Regions from separate parts of the Mus musculus genome. Here region 1 is linked to region 2. The links are chromatin contacts, called in public promoter capture Hi-C maps. All regions are on one chromosome and are shown on one strand. The core of a region is the stretch at or near the end of the contact, and the rest is flanking DNA. Distances in the headings are between cores, read along the strand shown.

Evidence for each region. Promoter capture Hi-C pulls out the DNA fragments that hold promoters and counts their contacts.
Region 1: a promoter capture Hi-C map of embryonic stem cells shows a contact between it and region 2, with 3 times the contacts expected there. The contact joins the promoter of Qrfprl here to the promoter of Atoh1 in region 2. A contact is called at or near these places in 4 of 39 promoter capture datasets (embryonic stem cells and stem cell-derived epiblast-like cells) and 1 of 115 datasets of contacts at active chromatin or transcription factors (embryonic stem cells).

Annotation. Positions count from the first base shown.
Region 1 is chr6:65,378,678-65,385,797 of GRCm38.p6, forward strand. Qrfprl (pyroglutamylated RFamide peptide receptor like) reads left to right here and starts at 2,617. Exons shown (of 6, transcript NM_175524.4): 1 at 2,617-2,953. The coding sequence starts at 2,617.
Region 2 is chr6:64,724,336-64,731,031 of GRCm38.p6, forward strand. It overlaps Atoh1 (atonal bHLH transcription factor 1), which reads left to right and starts at 4,790. Exons shown (of 1, transcript NM_007500.5): 1 at 4,790-6,696. The coding sequence starts at 4,988. The coding sequence ends at 6,043. It overlaps Gm35851 (a long non-coding RNA gene), which reads right to left and starts at 4,526. Exons shown (of 3, transcript XR_377731.4): 1 at 4,226-4,526.

The DNA.
Region 1 (7,120 bases), core at 1,367-3,866, 650 kb after region 2:
TTATATTGAAGAAAGCTAAAGGGAGATAAAAAGTGAAATTTTTATGCTTGGCTCAAAGTGGTATCCTGATATCAGCAGAGTGTGGTGAGTTATGTATAAATAACATAATGCAACTATTGATACACTTTTGGGTCCTCTACCCATTGGAGGGGTACCCTGACTTCAATACTCAGCTACTCCACTCAACTTCTTTTCTTTTTAAAAAATTAATTATTTTATTTGCTTACATATCAAATGTTGTCTCCCTCCCAGTCTCCCCTCCATGAAGCCTTCAACCCATTAATCTCACCTTTGCCTCTAAGTGGGTGTTCCTCCACCTACCCACCCACTCCTGCCTTACCCTCTAGCATCCCCCTTCTCTGGGGGCATCAAGCCTCCACAGGACCAAATGCCTCCCCTCCCACTGATGCCAGATAAGTCAGTCCTCTGCTACATATGTAGCTGGAGCCCACGTATACTCTTTGGTGGTTTAGTCATTGGGAGTTAGTTGATATGGTTCTTCGTATGGGGTTGTTATCCCCTTCAGTTCCTTCAGTCCTTCTCCTAACTTACTCTACTCAGCTTTAAAAAGCCAGAAAAATCAGCATTCCACGTTCTTAAATGGGAGTCAAGGTCAGAGAGGAGAAGGCTGAGAACAGGACATAGCTGCCAGACAGGCAGTTAGCGTAGGGACCCAAAAGCAGCACTGTCAGAAACATCCTTGGGTCTCTAGTCAGCAATGCAGCCAGGAACTCTTTATCTTCTGGATGAGCAACCTGTCCAAATATTGCACGTGAGGTTGGGGACTAGAATAGCAGTCTAGTCACCAAATTTGTCTATTGAAAAGGTTTGGACTAAATTTTTAAGTTTTCATGGCAATCCAGGTTGTATCTTCTCCAACTTTGGGCCATTTTCTAAATGATTTTAGAATCCCCCCCCCCCCAGCACTCATGTGTTACAATAGCATTAGAGTTTTATTTTAAACTATAGGGCTCCTAGAGCTTTTTAGCTTCTTTTTATGAGGCTAGAGCACAAGTAGCAATACTTTTTCAGTGGTCCAGAATCACCCCAGTAGCTATAAGACATCAGGGCCAAAAGCAGCTTGAGGAGAAAGGGCTTTCTATTTCGCTTACAATTCTCAAGTCATACCCCATCAGTGAGGGAAGCCATGGCAGGAACTCAAGGCAGAAGCCTGAAGACAGACACTGGTACAAGGGCTTGAAGCAGTGCCGCTTACTGGCTTGCTCTTTCATGGCTTGCTCAGCCTGATTTCCTATATCGTCCAGAATCACCTGTCTGGGTTGGCACTGCCTACCCAGATCCGGGCTCTCCCACATTAGTCTTTAACCAAGAAAATACTCCCCAGACTTGCCTATAGGCATTTTCTCAAATGTGGTTTCCTCTTCTCTTGTGCTAAGCTGATAAGAAACTCTGCCTTGTACTAAGATGTTTAAACAAAACAAAAACAAAACAAAACAACTAACTAGAACATCACAGACTAGACAAACTTCTTGATGCTTCCCATAATTAAAGTGCAAACTATAGCCATACAGAAACCAGTCCATGTTTCTTCATAGCAGTTTTATAGCCCAAAGCTGGAGACACCCCAACTGTTTTACAAGGAAGGAATAGTGAAATAAACTAGTATATGTCAGCAATACACCCCACAACTTGGACAGATTGACAATACACTTCACAACCTGGTTAGATTTACAAAACATCTCACAACCTGGATAGGTTTACAGCATATTGTGTCAAGGTGGAGGAGATCACATACACACAAAGTATATAGATTCTGATTCTGTTTATATTATTATACTCTTGACAGATGTGCAGAGACTGCTAGAGGTTAGAGGTCATGAACGGAGGAGCGCGGTCATGGTCATGAAAATGTCCCAGAGTGAGATCTGGGCGGTGATGGAGTTTTGTATCTTGATTTTGTTACACACACACACACACACACACTCTCTCTCTCTCTCTCTCTCTCTCTCTCTCTCTCTCTCTATCTATGTCAATTTTTAGGTTTGTACTTTGTCATACACAGTTATGACAAAACGGAGAAAGTCAGAGTATGCCTGGAACCCTCTTTTTATGACTGCAACTTCTCTTCTGTAATTATTATTTCAAAGCTGAAAAGACTTGAACTCCACTTTGCCATGGGTAGTTGTGGCCCATACATGATTTTACAAGAGGAGAACCAAGAGGCTTTCCAAACCTCAACAACAGTTTTTGTTTTAGTATCATCAACCTGGGCTGGGGCATGGCTTTGGGTGGTTCCAGCAAGGCAGGGCACTCCTTGTTAGGTGCTTTGCTGCAGGAGGCGGCTCTCCAGGGGCTGGGAAGTGCGCGGAGGGGCGGGGTTCAGCTCCACTAAGGTCCAGAAAACTGGACACTGAGCCTCGCGTGGCGCTGCGAGGTTTCTGAGGACCGCAGCGCCTGGCTGGGAACTTTCTTAGAACTGCAAACAGTTTGGCGGCTCTGACTTTGCTCTGGTCACTGCTAGACTCTCTCGCGCCGCTCGCACGGCACGGCAGGGCACGGCACGGCACGGCACGGCGGCACGGCTTCTGGCTTCTCTCCTATACCTCCCGGTCCTCGACTGCCCCACGCGCGGACGAGACGCCTCCCGAGCCCGGCATGTCGTGGAACTTGACCGCGGAGCAGCTCTCGGCGCTGCTTCGGCTGCACAACCTGACGCGCGCTCAGTTCATCGCGCACTATGGGCTGCGGCCACTGGTGCTCACCCCGCAGCTTCCCGCGCGCGCCAGGCTGGCCCTCCTGCTGGTCGGCATGCTCATCTTTGCCCTGGCGCTCTTCGGCAACGCCCTGGTAGTCTATGTGGTGACCCGCAGCAAGGCCATGCGCACCGTCACCAACATCTTCATCTGCTCCCTGGCACTCAGCGACCTGCTCATCGTCTTCTTCTGCATCCCGGTCACCATGCTCCAGAACGTCTCGGACACCTGGCTGGGGGGTAAGGAGGTCCCCGCTAGGCATTTTCCTTTCTGGTCGCCTTTTGTTTTCTCCATCAAGAGAACCCCTGAATTTTTGGAACTTCTCAGCAGGGCTTACTTGCTGAGGGGGCGTTTGTTTCTTTGTTTTATTTTCTGCTTGGGGCCAGCATCCCTCCTTGTCCCATAGATATATTGATTGTGGTAAGATTTAAGTACAGTCCACAGCAGCATGATTCTTCATTCATTTCAGCCCCTCACCGTAATTACATGCTGTTCCCCCACACGCTGTTTAAAATAAACCATTGCAATTTTAGAATAATCTTTCAAATAATAAAACATTTCAAAGGTCATTTTTTTTTCTCTTCTTTCCCCCAACTTCCAGGTTTCCTTCCCAGTTATATATGTGGCTTCCAGACAAGGTTTTGCATGTATTAACTAATAACACACAGACTTAAAACCTTTCACAACAAGTAGACACTGAGCAAAAATGTGTTGGTTTAGTAATATTAAGTAAACATGTCCCCTCTTCATTTCTAAAGGACAGGTGAAATTGCTCTTCATTAGAACAAGGGGTAGGACTGGCAAAGAAATCAGAGACTGGAGGCAATGAGAGAGGCAGTGGGTGGAACAGAAGAAAGGTGGACGCTGGGTTCCAGGGGCCTCGAGATCACTGATAATGATCTCCCACTGCTTCCAGGGCAACTTAGGCAGGAAATAGCAATTCTACCCCTGCTTTCTAGAGTGCTGTATCCTGTGGGTACATTGAAATTCTTAGAAAGTGGTTGTAAATGCATGAGAAATGGATCATTATGCCTTCTTACCCTGCCATTTCTGTCCCTAAGGCTAATTTATTTAAACTACTGGAGGCTCTTTCATCACTCCTTACCTCCTACCACTAGGGGATTACCAGCGAATACCTTCAGTGTTGCGGTTTTTCATGAACTTGAGTTGCATTAATTGTTGGGGATAAGGATAGTAAATTGCTGTCATTTCATCTGATATATTTCCTAAAAAAAAAAAAATCCATCAAATATTGAGTACATAGGTTTGGCTTGAAAGTGACCCAGGGTATATAGATCACTGTAAATAGATTATAGGTTAGAAATGTTTTATCTTCTCTGATAAAATAATTGCATTTGGGCATTCTAGATTTACCTGAGACAGCTAAGTTCATCAATGGAGGGTTTTGGATTATCAAATATTACATTTTTGAGGAGAAGTCATAGAGTTACTACTACTTTTCCTGTATGTACTTAGAAACATATTTGCTCTGCTGAGGTGGTTACATCATCACTGTGACACTGACCACAAGAATTGAGGTTCTCTGCTGGCTATGGAAAGACCAGGTTCACTACTTTGCTCTAACGTGGGGCTAGTTGAACATGTCTGGGCCCCGATTTTTAAATACCATGTTACAATTTGGAGAACTTTGCAAGAAGGAGTGAGACAGACCTTCTGTTCCAAGTCAGGTTAAGGGACGATACTCAGGAAGGTCACAGATCTTCCCTGAGAGGGGAGTCTGAGGAGTCTCTCAAGCTTTCTGCTTCCCCCCCCCCCCCACTCTGGGAAAGATGTGTCACTGTAGCTTCCAACTATTCACTGAGGGTCATATGTTATTCTTATATTTTATGGAGATGGTGTAAAAATAAAGTGTGTCTGAAAAAGTAGTTTGTAAAACATGATTATCCCCAGTTCAGTAGAACACACGTCTAATTCCAGGACTGAGATGGGTAGAGAGGCAGAAGAATTTTATGTTTCTGGCCAGCCTGGGCAGCAGGTGAAGCTGTCTCAAAACCCAGAAATAAGCCAAAAAAGTTGTCGTATCATGGAAGTACAAGGTATTAGAAGTACTATAGATAGCCTCTTCTTACTTATCTAGGACAAGACTTATGGAATAAATAATATTCCATATATTGAGTGACCAACAACAAAACTTTAGAGGAGGAGAAATGGACTACAGAGGGACTGGCTAAGGATACGAAAGAGAAGTAACTTGTATGTTATAGGTTAGGAGAGTATTGCAGAACTTCTTTGATAAATTAACACAGGTTAACCCAAATTAATGAGACCTAAAAACTAATTCTTAATTTATTCATTTGATAAAATGATTAAGAATCTGCTATATGGCAAAGGATTTTTCCTTGCGATTATAAAAACAAATAAGCTTATATAGTCCCTTGCAGGGCCTCGGAGAATAGAATGGAGTCCAAGTGAGCCAGGACAGTAGTTAATATTTAGAAAAAGATTCAGTTTGCTCTCGGACCATAGGGGAGTTGGGAAAGCTTTCTGAGGCTATGTTGTTTGAACTGTGTCTTGAAGGATGATTCAGATCGTTTTCCACAGAGGAGAATGGGTTCATCCACAGTTTGGAGAGAGAAAGGTCTGATGTTTTAAGAGCACTGTATAAGGTGTCTCAGAAATACACAGCTGGTACGTGGGAATTGGTAGGAAATAAGAAAAGAAAGCTACTGTAATGGGGAGAAAAAATGTTACATAAAAGTGTAAAATATAAATACCTCTGAGATGCCTCCAGGCATAAGGTGGGCCAGACAATGGCAGGAGGGAGGCTGCCTCCTAGATGGGCAATGTAGCTTACTCCAGAGCTGTGGGCAAGGCTGTCACATTTTCTGGTGTGGCCACTATTTCCAAATTATTTCCCCTTTCTTTTCCTAAGAGAAACCATGAACACATTTTTACAAACGATACTGGCATCTAACTCAGATGTAAAGAGTGAGATACAATTGCGTAAAATAAAGCAGCTGTCTAGCCTTGGTCACACATAGCCTATAAGCTCTACATGCATGCATTCTCTCAACTAAACAGTGTTGACAGTGGTGGTCTGTGGATGACTGCCTTTCCTTCTAGTTTACTTCTCTCCTGTCCTAGTTTGCTTTCCATTGCTGGGATAAAACACTAACCAAAAGCAACTCGGAGAGGAAAGGGTTTATCTGTCTTACATATCCGGGTCTCTGTCTACCATAAAGAGGAGTTGGGTCAAGAACTCAAGGCCAGAGCTTGGAGGAAGGAACTGAAGCAGTGGGCAGAGAGAAACACTGTTTCTTCCTTGTAGGGTTGCCCTTTCTACTTGCTTATACAACCTAAGAACATCTTTGCAGGGGTGGCACAGCCCCCAATGGGTTGAGCCCTCAAATAGTCTTTAATCAAGAAAATGCCCTGTAGATTGCCAGCAGGCAGTCTGTTAGAAGCATTTTTCTTTGTTATTAGACGCGTTCTCACGACCGGCCAGGAAGAACACCACAGACCAGAATCTTCTGCGGCAAAGCTTTATTTCTTACATCTTCAGGAGCCAGGGTGCAGGAAGCAAGAGAGCAAGAAGCAAGAGAGAAGAGAAAACGAAACCCCGTCCCTCTTAAGGAGCATTCTCCTTCGCCTCGGACGTGTCACTCCCTGATTGGCTGCAGCCCATCGGCCGAGTTGACGTCACGGGGAAGGCAGAGCACAAGTAGTCATAAGATACCCTTGGCACATGCGCAGATTATTTGTTTACCACTTAGAACACAGCTGTCAGCGCCATCTTGTAACGGCGAATGTGGGCGCGGCTCCCAACATCTCCCCCTATCCTTTTAATAAGAGCAAATAGGCCACCCATATTAATGAGAGTGGAGATAGAGGTCAAATCCCCAGTGTGTAGGTAAAGGAGCCATGTACAGGATTAGCTCTTAGGCTCACAGGCTTTTACCCAGAGCAACCCTGACCTGCTCCCGTGTCGTTTTGCCTGGGGGAAGGGAACTAGGACACTGAACCTTCATGAAAGATGACATGTCTCCCTAGAATAGGCTCATATATGCCGCAGAGCCTTTCCATTGCAGTGCTTAGCCTTGCAACTCTCTCGGGCTGCTGAAGCACACTCACTCTATCCCGTGCAATGAGTCTAGCCTCATGGGATATAAGAGCTGAGTGGCCAGCGACCTATTGCCTAAGCATAGATATATCAGGGGAAGCTCCATGTTCTAGTCCTGCAAGCGCCTGGGCAATAACCACCTTGTCTCTCCTAGTTTAGGCCTTAAGCTTACAGACCAATCAAAGAAGCAACACTAATCCACAGCAAAGTGTATCTCCAAATAATATTAATCCCACCCATTTTTTAAAGAAAGAAAATGCTGAGGAGATCCAATTGGGTAATCCTTTGGTCAGGGACAGGTCCAAGCGCGTGGAGTTGACCTGAA
Region 2 (6,696 bases), core at 3,540-6,039:
TTAATCATCAGGGAAATGCAAATCAAAACAACCCTGAGATTCCACCTCACACCAGTCAGAATGGTTAAGATCAAAAATTCAGGTGACAGCAGATGCTGGCATGGATGTGGAGAAAGAGGAACACTCCTCCATTGTTGGTGGGATTGCAGGCTTGTACAACCACTCTGGAAATCAGTCTGGCGGTTCCTCAGAAAATTGGGAATAGTACTACCAGAGGATCCAGCAATACCTCTCCTGGGCATATATCCAGAAGATGCCCCAACTGGTAAGAAGGACACATGCTCCACTATGTTCATAGCAGCCTTATTTATAATAGCCAGAAGCTGGAAAGAACCCAGATGCCCCTCAACAGAGGAATGGATACAGAAAATGTGGTACATCTACACAATGGAGTACTACTCAGCTATTAAAAAGAATGAATTTATGAAATTCCTAGCCAAATGGATGGACCTGGAGGGCATCATCCTGAGTGAGGTAACACATTCACAAAGGAACTCACACAATATGTACTCACTGATAAGTGGATATTAGCCCAAAACCTAGGATACCCAAGATATAAGATACAATTTCCTAAACACATGAAACTCAAGAAAAATGAAGACTGAAGTGTGGACACTATACCCCTCCTTAGAAGTGGGAACAAAACACCCTTGGAAGGAGTTACAGAGACAAAGTTTGGAGCTGAGATGAAAGGATGGACCATGTAGAGACTGCCTTATCCAGGGATCCACCCCATAATCAGCATCCAAACGCTGACACCATTGCATACACTAACAAGATTTTATCGAAAGGACCCAGATGTATCTGTCTCTTATGAGACGAGGCCGGGGCGCCGGGGCCTTGCAAACACAGAAGTGGATGCTCACAGTCAGCTATTAGATGGATCACAGGGCTCCCAATGGAGGAGCTAGAGAAAGTACCCAAGGAGCTAAAGGGTTCTGCAAGGCCATAGGTGGAACAACAATATGAACTAATCAGTACCCCGGAGCTCTTGACTCTAGCTGCGTAAGTATCAAAAGATGGCCTAGTTGGCCATCACTGGAAAGAGAGGCCCATTGGACACACAAACTTTATATGCCCCAGTACAGGGGAACGCCAGGGCCAAAAAAATGGGAATGGGTGGTTAGGGAAGTAGGGGGGGAAGGGTATGGTGGACTTTTGGGATAGCATTGGAAATGTAATTGAGGAAAATACGCAATAAAAAAAGAATGAATTTATGAAATTCCTAGGCAAATGGATGGACCTGGAGGGCATCATCCTGAGTGAGGTAACCCAATCACAAAGGAACTCACACAATATATACTCACTGATAAGTGGATATTAGCCCAAAACTTAGGCTACCCAAGATATAAGATACAATTTGCTAAACGCTTGAAACTCTAGAAGAACAAAGACCAAAGTGTGGACACTATGCCCCTCCTTAGAAGCGGGAACAAAACACCCATGGAAGGAGTTACAGAGACAAAGTTTGGAGCTGAGACAAAAGAATAGACCATCTAGAGACTGCCATATCCAGGGATCCACCCCATAATCAGCTTCCAAACGCTGACACCATTGCATACACTAGCAAGATTTTGCTGAAAGGACCCAGATATAGCTGTCTCTTGTGAGACTCTGCCGGGGCCTAGCAAACACAGAAGTGGATGCTCACAGTCAGCTATTAGATGGATCACAGGGCTCCCAATGGAGGAGCTAGAGAAAGTACCCAAGGAGCTAAAGGGTTCTGCAAGGCCATAGGTGGAACAACAATATGAACTAATCAGTACCCCGGAGCTCTTGACTCTAGCTGCGTAAGTATCAAAAGATGGCCTAGTTGGCCACCACTGGAAAGGGAGGCCCATTGGACACACAAACTTTATATGCCCCAGTACAGGGGAACGCCAGGGCCAAAAAAATGGGAATGGGTGGGTAGGGAATTGCGGGGGAGGGTATGGTAGACTTTTGGGATAGCATTGGAAATGTAATTGAGGAAAATACGTAATAAATTAATAAAAAAATAAATACATTTAGGTGTTTAAATCACACGCTTATCTGTATCTATTTATATGTCACTTACCCATGTGTATTCAAAACTTTAAATTCAAATAAAAATCTGAAATTTTAACCCAAGCTCTGTGTAAATTTATAAATTTATAACTAGATCTCTGATTTTTTTTTCTCAAGAATTTATTTCTCTATCTAATTTTTGTAAGTAATTTGGTATCCTCACAGAGCAAAGGCTTCAAGCTGAGCTGCTATTCTACCAGCCAGCACCCATAAATATTCACTCCACTCTGTGTTCTGACACCCCAATCCAAACCTTCCCCGGGGACACTCTGTTCACACTAAGCAGGCTGCAATCCCATGGACACGCTCTGGCCTATGTTACTCAGCTAATGGAAAGGAGAAGGGGAAAGGGAAGAGAAACAGATCCATAGTCAAAACCAGAGAAATATCATACCACTAATCACAGAAATGTACATACAGTCCCTAGAAGTCCTAAAATAATCCATTTCTTTACAAAATAATTGAGATGTGCTCTTTAAAAAGAAATTACATTAGTGAGTGTTGTGTAAATCTGATAAATTAAGACCAGTGGCATGAAAAGTGTTGCACAAACATTTGTCTATATTCCTTGAGTTTTTCTGAGCATAAAGAAAAACAAGTATTTGGAAGTTTTGTGGTTAAATTTAAAATGCAAATAAAATACCTGGAGGATAGAAATCCCAGGAAAATTTGAGCGCCCTGCACATTTAGTACTGACATCTTGTGGAAAAACTTCTACCTTTCAGCTAACAGGTCAGAGAGTCACCAAATGAAGAACAAAGCCGTCATGGCTACCTAACCTTTCCAGGCTCTCACGTTGTCTTTCATACACAATTGATGATGTTGGGTCCCTCGGTTACTGGAAAGTCTTGCTTTTCAGATTGTACTTGACAGTTAGTAAAGCTAGGTACAGTGTTGGTTGATTTCAACAGTACCCAGACCAGTCTCCAAAAATACAGAAGAATGCTGTACCCGCCAAATAAAGGCATTATTACCTTTTCCTTTATTGTTGTCGATGGTTGTCTTTTAGGTTTGGAGGGTACTTCCTGATTTACCTGTCTACCCCCCACCCCATCTATTGTTAGAGTATTTATTTCTGCAGAGCTTACACTCTTTAAGAAAAGGGCTCCTCTGATCTTTCTGTCAGCATTGGAAGGCCCGGAACTGTTCTTTATACAGTAGCAAATGGGCACACTGGAAATAGAGAAACAGGTGAAGTCTGACGATAACTTTGAACTCTCTTCTGTCCTTCTCTATCTTGTGAGATATAAACACTAGTTTACTCCAGCCGCTGAAATCCTTCGCACAAGGAGCTCCAGATGGCAGGTTGGATCAGGTCCCTGCTAGCGGAACATTTCAACGGCACTGGACCCTGCAAAGACAGGTTCCAGGGAGCTTTCTGCGGTACCATCTGCCGGAAGACGAAAGTCCTCCTAGAGTAGCAACCACCCTGAAAATCGAAAGCACCAGCCACAGTTGCCACCCACTCTGGTGCCCCAGGGACGAAGAAAGCCCAAACTGGAGAGCACTAGGAGCAAGCTGGGGCGTGTCCCGAGCCAGGAAGTTTCTGATTGGCTCTTTGTGGTAAACTACCAGGCGGAGGGCTAAAGAGGTAGGAGGGGAGCGGTTTATAGAGGGAGTGAACACCCTAACTAAACAGAGCGGGACAGGTGGGTTTGACTGTGGTTTCTGGGCGTTTGCGCAAGAAGCCACGCGCACTAGTAAACCGGGGCCTCCCGAGGCAGCAGTTTCAAAATGCCCAGAATCACAAAGAACCCAAAGACCTTTTGCACTAATTCCGGCAGCCTCCTGTGGCTCTGCGTTTATGAGTCCTACGCTGTGAGTTTTGAAACTGTTTGCATGATCCCTTGCGATAGCTCAGCGTAGCGCGATATCCTCCGCGAAGGGCTTTTGCAGACTGAGACCCTAACGGGCTCTAAGAAACACGCTCAAAGGCTCCTGGGGCAATCCCGATTTTGGTATGTCATAACTATACCGCAGCTTTACTTTCCATTAAAAAAAAAAAAGACTACATGAAAAAAAATCCAAGTACTATGTGGACCAAGAGATGCAGACAAAGTCAAAATTAAGAAATACGTTCCCAGAAGCGAATGGTTTTCACCTTGTTCTGATTTTTGATTAGACGCCACTTAACACTTCTACAAATTAAATGTGCAATAGGTAAGAGCTATATACACACCTCTCTATATGTATTTCTGTCACATTGCACATGGGCGATTTTACGAGTTTCTTGAGAGCTGTGATCCAGGCTTGGAGGGATCTCAGGCCAGGCGGGCTACTCCAGTTGGTGCCCCGAAGGCTCTAGGCGCGTCCAGCTTGGCCGGGAGCCGCCTACCCTGGGTCTCATCTGAGCTGGGGCCGCTAGGACACCAGCCGGGAGCCCGCTTCTTCTCCCCTCCCACCCCCCATTCCCCTCACTCAGGTCGCCTGGGAGGTGACACCCTCAGGAGTCGAATTACAGCCCCACAATTAACATATGAATTTCCAGAACTGACTAGAGGGACAAGGGGGAATTTTTTTTTCTTTTTTTTTTTTTTTCCAGAGCCAGAGCTGAACTCCTCGGCACACAGTAACTTTTCACTGGGTGTAAAAACTCTTTGATTGGCTCCTCGCACGCGCCTGCCCGCCCCCTTCTTTGACTGGGCAGACACGCGACTGGCGCAAGGAGGGGGCTGGGAGGGGAGCCGGGGGAGATACACTGGCGCGTGCCGCTTTTTAAAGGGGCGCAGCGCCTTCAGCAACCGGAGAAGCTTCGTTGCACGCGACCTGGTGTGCGATCTCCGAGTGAGAGGGGGAGGGTCAGAGGAGGAAGGAAAAAAAATCAGACCTTGCAGAAGAGACTAGGAAGGTTTTTGTTGTTGTTGTTCGGGGCTTATCCCCTTCGTTGAACTGGGTTGCCAGCACCTCCTCTAACACGGCACCTCCGAGCCATTGCAGTGCGATGTCCCGCCTGCTGCATGCAGAAGAGTGGGCTGAGGTAAAAGAGTTGGGGGACCACCATCGCCATCCCCAGCCGCACCACGTCCCGCCGCTGACGCCACAGCCACCTGCTACCCTGCAGGCGAGAGACCTTCCCGTCTACCCGGCAGAACTGTCCCTCCTGGATAGCACCGACCCACGCGCCTGGCTGACTCCCACTTTGCAGGGCCTCTGCACGGCACGCGCCGCCCAGTATCTGCTGCATTCTCCCGAGCTGGGTGCCTCCGAGGCCGCGGCGCCCCGGGACGAGGCTGACAGCCAGGGTGAGCTGGTAAGGAGAAGCGGCTGTGGCGGCCTCAGCAAGAGCCCCGGGCCCGTCAAAGTACGGGAACAGCTGTGCAAGCTGAAGGGTGGGGTTGTAGTGGACGAGCTTGGCTGCAGCCGCCAGCGAGCCCCTTCCAGCAAACAGGTGAATGGGGTACAGAAGCAAAGGAGGCTGGCAGCAAACGCAAGGGAACGGCGCAGGATGCACGGGCTGAACCACGCCTTCGACCAGCTGCGCAACGTTATCCCGTCCTTCAACAACGACAAGAAGCTGTCCAAATATGAGACCCTACAGATGGCCCAGATCTACATCAACGCTCTGTCGGAGTTGCTGCAGACTCCCAATGTCGGAGAGCAACCGCCGCCGCCCACAGCTTCCTGCAAAAATGACCACCATCACCTTCGCACCGCCTCCTCCTATGAAGGAGGTGCGGGCGCCTCTGCGGTAGCTGGGGCTCAGCCAGCCCCGGGAGGGGGCCCGAGACCTACCCCGCCCGGGCCTTGCCGGACTCGCTTCTCAGGCCCAGCTTCCTCTGGGGGTTACTCGGTGCAGCTGGACGCTTTGCACTTCCCAGCCTTCGAGGACAGGGCCCTAACAGCGATGATGGCACAGAAGGACCTGTCGCCTTCGCTGCCCGGGGGCATCCTGCAGCCTGTACAGGAGGACAACAGCAAAACATCTCCCAGATCCCACAGAAGTGACGGAGAGTTTTCCCCCCACTCTCATTACAGTGACTCTGATGAGGCCAGTTAGGAAGGCAACAGCTCCCTGAAAACTGAGACAACCAAATGCCCTTCCTAGCGCGCGGGAAGCCCCGTGACAAATATCCCTGCACCCTTTAATTTTTGGTCTGTGGTGATCGTTGTTAGCAACGACTTGACTTCGGACGGCTGCAGCTCTTCCAATCCCCTTCCTCCTACCTTCTCCTTCCTCTGTATGTAGATACTGTATCATTATATGTACCTTTACGTGGCATCGTTTCATGGTCCATGCTGCCAATATGCTGCTAAAATGTCGTATCTCTGCCTCTGGTCTGGGTTTCACTTATTTTATACCTTGGGAGTTCATCCTTGCGTGTTGCGCTCACTCACAAATAAGGGAGTTAGTCAATGAAGTTGTTTCCCCAACTGCTTGAGACCCGCATTGGGTACTTTACTGAACACGGACTATTGTGTTGTTAAAATGCAGGGGCAGATAAGAGTATCTGTAGAGCTTAGACACCAAGTGTGTCCAGCAGTGTGTCTAGCGGACCCAGAATACACGCACTTCATCACTGGCCGCTGCGCCGCCTTGAAGAAACTCAACTGCCAATGCAGAGCAACTTTTGATTTTAAAAACAGCCACTCATAATCATTAAACTCTTTGCAAATGTTTGTTTTTGCAAATGAAAATTAAAAAAAAACATG